2 separate regions of the Mus musculus genome follow, and region 2 is linked to region 1. The links are chromatin contacts, called in public HiChIP or PLAC-seq maps. All regions are on one chromosome and are shown on one strand. The core of a region is the stretch at or near the end of the contact, and the rest is flanking DNA. Distances in the headings are between cores, read along the strand shown.

Region 1 (3,269 bases), core at 506-3,005:
TGTCTTAGAACCTAGCATTGGTGAACTGGAAGGGAGCGTTGCAGTCAAACTAAAGGAAGGATGGAATTAGGATAGCATGATCTAATCTGCATCTTCCTCTGCCCTGCTCACTGATACCTACAGAATGTCCATGACCAGGAAAGAGCTTTCTTGATTCCTTCCCACATTGACAGCTCTAGATACAATCACTGCCCCTACAGGCATCAACACTGTCCCTGAGCTACAATGATTCATTTCCCTCTTGCCCCTTCAACCTCACCGTGGGACTATTTTATTCGATTGTTGGTTTGGGTTCTTCACTATTCTTTTCTTGTCTTCTCAAACTCTGCCCCCATCTCTGATAGAAATCCTTTCAGAAAAGAATGGTCTAGGGGAAAACTGTCTTATACTGAGGCTTATAATGAAAAGGTGGACTATAAGTAAAGATTTAAAGGAAATTAAATGCTTATCTAATAGGTACATACTTATATTTAAACACAGTAAGGTGCCTTTTTAGAAACAAAACCTCATCAGTCCTCTTGAGCAACCTTTACTACATAAAATGGCTGTATCTGACAACTGAAGAAGAGCAGGCATGAACAGAACCATAGGAGGGAGATGAATGAGAGAAGAAGGAGAACGAGGGGTTATTTAGTCAAAGCAAACGTGTTTGCTTTGTATTTCTCTACCATGTCACCTCTGCTCCAGGCTTAGGTTGCCGAGTCTGAGGCAGAATATGAAAAGACAAAGCACTATTTGTCTGTGGTTGCTGGTCTCTCTTGTCTGAGGACTGACTATGATGGGCTGGTAACAATTTGATAACCCAGACTTCTGTTTGGTAATAACACATGTAGTGGAAGATTTGCATATTTGATAGAACAACACACATATTTGCACCCCAAACTCCCCATGTTCTTTGTGTTATGAGGGCTCATATCTGCACTTCTTTTGATTACCGTGAGTCACTTGGGACTCCACAGGAACACAGTAGTTGCAAAATTACCCATGGTGATCTATTTTAGATTGTTATAAAGCCTTGTCATTGCTTTCCTGGTCAAGACAGGTTGACGACTTGGTGGCAGATTGTTGTCTCTATTTACATTTATCTACATCCTCCACACTATAGCAATTTCCTGGACTTTAAGAACATATTTAGAAATTCAGACTATGATTAGTAAAGACGCAAAACCCCATTTCCGATCCCGCCACCAAAAGAGGTCGCTGCAGATCAGAGACTGTCTGAAGCCCAGACACAGTACAAAGTCCAATTAACATTAGGGTAGCACTGTGGTCCCTAAGTCATCCAGGCAAAGGGTGAGTTTCTGACAAGTCCTCTTCAATTAAAATCCCCAAATTCTAACAGTAACTCGCACTCCCTGGACCCTCTAAAGCCTCTAGATTCAGAATACAGCCCTGAGAGTTGAACTGTCCTTAAGACGCTGAGTGGAATCAGCTTGCTCAGATTCATTCTAGGAGGGGCCAAGCACCCTGGCTTCAAATTCCAGTGCCTCTATGGGTATGCATTTCTTTCTCCATGATCAGCATGGACTTGATAAAATCTGAAAACCCTCCATAATATATGCTAAGCACATTTGGGCTCATTTGCATATAAATCGTCACAGCTGACACATTCTAAAGATTTCTAAGATGCTTCTTAATAAGCATTTTCAAGCCCCTTTTATTTTTCTGTAAACATTCTCTTTAATCTCAGGCCCTGGAAGGTTTGAATTTGGTTTGAAATGGTGAGCCTAAGAATTCTATGCAGATTCTAACAGGCCCAAGCTCCCTCAGCCCTACTTTCCCTCCTCAGCAATCCACTCAGAATGTCTGGCCCAGACGGATGAAGAGTCCAGCTGTCAACTCATGTCTCCCATTGGTATTTTATACTCATTGGCTTTAAAAACAAGAGTGTTTTCATGTTTAAAATGCTCATTTACAAACCGATTCTCATCTCTCGGGTCCCTGCAATGTTTCCTTAGAGGCCTTGTTGCTCCCAAGGGAATTTTCTCTGGTTTAAGAACTAAGTAGGATGGAGGGAGTGGGAAGAACAAGCTACCTCAGAGGACAAGCCTTCCCCTTAAACCCGTCTACTCCAACCAAGGGGCATTTCACAACTACCTTCATGAAAACAAAACAAAACAAAGCACAACAAAACAAAAAGCAAAAACACCCAAGGCCACGTAGAGCCTCAGAGGAAGCTGTGTATGGCACTGGAAATTCCTCCCACAGATTCCAGGTAAGCATTAGGTCCCCTGCCATTGTAACCCTCACAAGATGCCACCTTTTTTTCTACCTCAACTAATCATTTCCTTTGTTATTTTTTTCCTAAAGTTTTTCCTGAACCACATTTTCACTAACCCTCTATTACGAGCGATCATCAGAGACACTGTACATTTATGTGCATTCACTCAGGCAAATCCATAAGTCCAGAAGATTAAGTGTGCTGTTCATAAACCTTTTCAGTGATTTTTTTTCTTGAAATTTTCTCATCTAAATTCAAATACTGATAAAATTCAAGAGAGTTTTTGTTTGGTCATTATTTTTCTTCCTTTATTTTTCTTTTAGGGAAAATTGACATTTTTTCCCCATAAAATATATTATGACTACCATTTCGCCTCCCTGACTTGTACAAAATCCTCCCTTCCTCCCCTCCCATGAAAATCCACACCCTTTCTATCTCTTATTAAAAAAAAATATGCATCTAAAGAATAATAATAAAATAAGAAAAAACAAAACCAAACAAATCAGAATAGAACAAAACCAACAAACAAGCAAGAACAAGAAGCGAAGAGAGAGCAGCACAAAGAACAGTTTCTTTTATTGACCTCTTCTGTGACACCTCTCCATGGAGCCTTCTGTATATATATATTATATACACACACACTCTTGTGTGTGTGTGTGTGTGTGTGTGTGTGTGTGTGTGTGTGTGTGTGTGTAAAAGGCTCACTGTTTTCTGGCCTCTGAGTAGGCAAAAATAACTTTAATCATATGAGTAAAGTAATGTTGTCTGAAAAGTTTTTATAGTGGTGTGTGTGTGTGTGTGTGTGTGTGTGTGTGTGTGTGTATGTGTGTGTGTGTGTGTGTGTGTACACTTTCTGCCTTATTTTCTGGAGTTGGGGTCTCTCTCTCACTCAACCACATTGAGGCTGGCATCCAACAATCCAACATCCTCCTGCCTCTATCCACCTCCTTCAACAGTACTAAAGTCATTAGTGTGTCTATTTATGCCTAGTTTTCTCTGGGTGTTGGGGACTTGAACTTGAGTCCTCATGCTTGGGTGACAAGTGATT
Region 2 (3,480 bases), core at 591-3,090, 730 kb after region 1:
AAGAGCTGAGGGAAAGGGAGAGGGAACAGGATTGTCCTCTCCTCTTACTGAAGCCTGACTGTTCAGGAGAGGTGTGTACCTCAGGGCCAAGAGATAAGAGGGCCTCCCTCCTTGCGGTTTCCCGGCTTCCTATGACTCTATGCTAGCTCTGCTCTTGGCCACTGTGATAGGAGACAAGGATGGGAGAAAAGGGTAGGGTTGGGGCGAAAAAGAGGAGATGATGGTTACAGAACTTTGTGCTTGTACCTCAAACAGAAGGGAAAAAGAACAGGGCAGGGGTGGGGGAAGGAGATAGCTCCCACAGGACTAAACAGTAACAAGGAGTGGGCATTTCAATGAAACCAGGGTTTTCGCACACTGGGGGTGGGTGGTGATATTCTGGGGTTCTGGAATGGACACCTCCTTTGTCCTGTAGCTGGGCTGATGGTCAAGTGCCCATGTCAGAAGCTTTAGGCTTCCTCTGGGCACAGTGACTTCCTTGACTTGGTTTGGCTTGGTTTACGTGCAAAGGAAAATTATGACTCCTGTTAGTTTTTACATCTTTAAATCACTATTTCCTGAGGTTTGTGTTTCAGGCCAAGTGAAGTAGATAGTTGAGGAGAGCTTGGGTAATTCCAAATAAAAATTTCCTGGAATGATAATTTGTGTAAAATCTTCTAAGGAGGCTAGCTTTTATATGTCGATGTGGATTGGATTGGTTCCCTCTTTGGCTAGAAATATATATTAGCTGTGTGCACGGCTACACTAATATTCTAAACATCACACACAATTCCATTTCAACTCCTGACAGTCCCATAGTTTACTTCTGTGTGAGTGAGTACACTTCCGAGAGAAAAACTCGGAATGGTGGTCAGCCCCAAAGATGAGTCAAAGAGGAGAGGAAAGAAACATGCCTTCTGGAGGAGGTGAGGAGAAAGAAGAGAGAGATGGAGGAAGGGAGAGGGACCAATAGTGGAGGAAGAATGATGGGTGGGTGAGCAGAGACGGGGTGGTGTGAGGATACCAAGGTCAGTGAAGCCCTGGACTCCACCCTCAAGCCCAAATAGCTCTCCCAAGAGGTTCAGGTCCAGTTTCAGGCAGTCTCTTGTGCCCCCGGGGGACCTTGTGTCCAAGGTCCCCTGGGGGCTTAATTCACTCCTGCCCTCTCCACAGAATGACTTTCGAACCTGGAAAAAATAATTGCATTAGAGCAGATTACTTAGAACCGATAGTTATCCGTCTTCTGCTGTTCGACAGAAGTCTATTAAATTCGGCACAGCCATTACCAGCTGAGCTCTAGAGCGCGCCTTCATTAAGAAAATTAAAACTGTGTTTTTCGAACCTAAGCCAAGCCTGTTCAGTCTCAGGCGTCAGTGGCCACCCCCGGGGTTTCCCTGAGCCAGGTTTTTCTTTCTTTCTTTCTTTTTTTTTTTTTTTTTTTTTTTTTGCCAGAATCAATCTCTTGGACCCGGCAGGTCTGGGCTGGAAAGATTGAGTGTGGTGACAGTAGCTGGAATGTTGGGATATTCCAGCTGAAGAACTCCATCATTCTTCTTGACCCCCGCCTAGCCTATGGCCTCTTGACTCTCCTCGCATGAGTCTTTACCCTGAGGCTTTGCGGTTCACGGTGGGCACACCTGTCTGGGCGTGGCTCCGGGGACACAGGTAGCATAGGGATGCGGTGGGATCTGCTGAGGGGCCTGAGTAGAGCCAGGAACTTAGACAGTTGAGTGCCTGAGTCTGGATACAGACACAAGTGCACGTGTGTGCCGTGCACGCGCGCGCGCGCACCACCACTGCAGCGCCTGCTCTCTCCATCGAATGACACAGAACAGCTGCGACACTAGAGTAGCCAGTGAGCCTTTTGTCCACCCAAGCGCAGGCAGCCCGCCAGGCAGTCAGACGGGCGGTGGCGTGTGCCTCCGACCCTAAGGTCTTGTCCCTTTGGCAGACTGCTGGGCCTTCGGGGACTTACTTGGGTTTCCACTTTGGTTTGGCGACACACCCTGATGAGTGTCACTTGGAGTCTGGGCGCCACTTCTATCTAGCTTGGGGCGGAGGGAACAGGTGGGAAGAGTAGGCTGCCAGGAGGTCCCATCCCTTTCTCTCTCCCCAGACACCCCAGTTTTCCTGAATCTCTGGTGGAGAGAGGGCTTCAGTGCTAGGAGAGCGGGTCACTCGGTGAGAGAGGTTGAGATGTGGCATCTGTAACTGTACAGTTGATTTTTTTTTTTTAAAGCACGGTTCATTTTATATTTTTGTTGTTGGTACCTGTCTCTCTTTGTTCAGCATTTTGCCTTTTGAAATGTTAATTATTCAGGACCCCTCCGAAATGTTCACCCAATTCAAGTTTCTAAGGAAAACATAGAAAAAAAATATTTGCGTATGTGGAGACACTCTTTCTTGGGACTCTAGGGGCAAAGAGAGGCTGCATCTTTGTCAGACTGCCCAGTGATGGAAAGCTTAACCACCTTTTTCTGTAAAGTGTGGTTATTAGGGCATCAGGATTCAGATGCAGGCTTGGGTGCTGTTGAGAGAGGGATGGGGTGGAGGGTACCTACTTGAAAGTGCACAATATTGGTATCTAATTCTCTTTCTCACGAACTCAAATGGATACAAAAAGCTTGCAAAATTCAAGTGACACCAGTCGCCTGATAGCTGTGGACAAGGTAACTAACATCTTTTACATCTGCACAACTTTCAACCACAAAAACGCTGGACATTAAAAATAAAGTTCTTCTAAGCAAGAGGGAAAACTAAAGGCTGATATTAGTGTTTTCTTTTATCCCATGGAGGTATCAGTTGATCCCGTTTCTTTTGTCGGCCCAACTGAGCAAACTAGAAGGGAAGAGCAGTCTCTGACCAGCAACAAATCCAGGGTGTTAAAAGCAAGTTCCTTGGATGATTTTTCTTTGCCTTTAAAGCAAAACAAAACAAATTTTAAAATTTTATTTCCTCCTGGAGAGTTAATTTTGTTGCCAAAACATAGGCATGGGGCTGTTAACAAGCCATTTGAGAAGCTAAGTCTCGGTGATCTCTTTCTTGCAATCATAATCGGCAAGTGGCTTAAGATTGATGGTGAGGTATTTTCTGTCTCTTCTGGAGGACCTTCGTGTCAATTTATTTAGAACACTGACCAGACTGTCAATGCCTCCCAATTTTATTAAGCTGTTTGTAACCAAACACAGTGGGATTTCTACCCTTCCTCCCTCGTGAGTGTGAGAGTATAGTGCTGACTGCTTCTTGTTCTGAGTTCAGCTGCAGCGGGGTCCACTCCCTTGTGTTTGTTTTATTGTGTTTATATAGTTGCACGGACAGCTATGCATTCCCTGGGCACGCAAATACCTATGTACACATATATTTAAGGCGGTCCATGTGTTGTGCAGTAACTTCTCTTACACTTTACTGAGCTTAAAGGGGACCTTTCAAAAAAGTCAACCGCAGTGGCAGACTTCCTCAGAGAAGAATGTACTTTTAAAGTAATGCAATGAACTTCAAAAC

Evidence for each region. HiChIP or PLAC-seq counts read pairs in DNA pulled down with a chosen protein or histone mark.
Region 2: a contact with region 1 is called in an H3K4me3 HiChIP or PLAC-seq map of embryonic basal ganglia, with 5 times the contacts expected there. The contact joins two enhancer-like sites. A contact is called at or near these places in 1 of 15 datasets of contacts at CTCF or cohesin (stem cell-derived epiblast-like cells), 5 of 484 Hi-C or Micro-C datasets (embryonic stem cells and neural progenitor cells), 7 of 115 datasets of contacts at active chromatin or transcription factors (astrocytes, differentiating embryonic stem cells, embryonic basal ganglia and 3 more) and 1 of 9 other capture datasets (embryonic stem cells).

What each region holds. Positions count from the first base shown.
Region 1 is chr2:115,118,541-115,121,809 of GRCm38.p6, forward strand. No RefSeq gene overlaps it. Among named protein-coding and RNA genes, the nearest start is that of 4930528P14Rik, 220 kb to the right of the region's middle. Within about 2 kb of position 1,756, at least 11 of the 459 cell types and tissues checked have an H3K27ac peak or open chromatin away from gene starts, as enhancers often do. A contact at or near this core is called in embryonic basal ganglia, where this site is marked.
Region 2 is chr2:115,851,006-115,854,485 of GRCm38.p6, forward strand. No RefSeq gene overlaps it. Among named protein-coding and RNA genes, the nearest start is that of Gm31590, 46 kb to the left of the region's middle. Within about 2 kb of position 1,841, at least 41 of the 459 cell types and tissues checked have an H3K27ac peak or open chromatin away from gene starts, as enhancers often do. A contact at or near this core is called in embryonic basal ganglia, where this site is marked.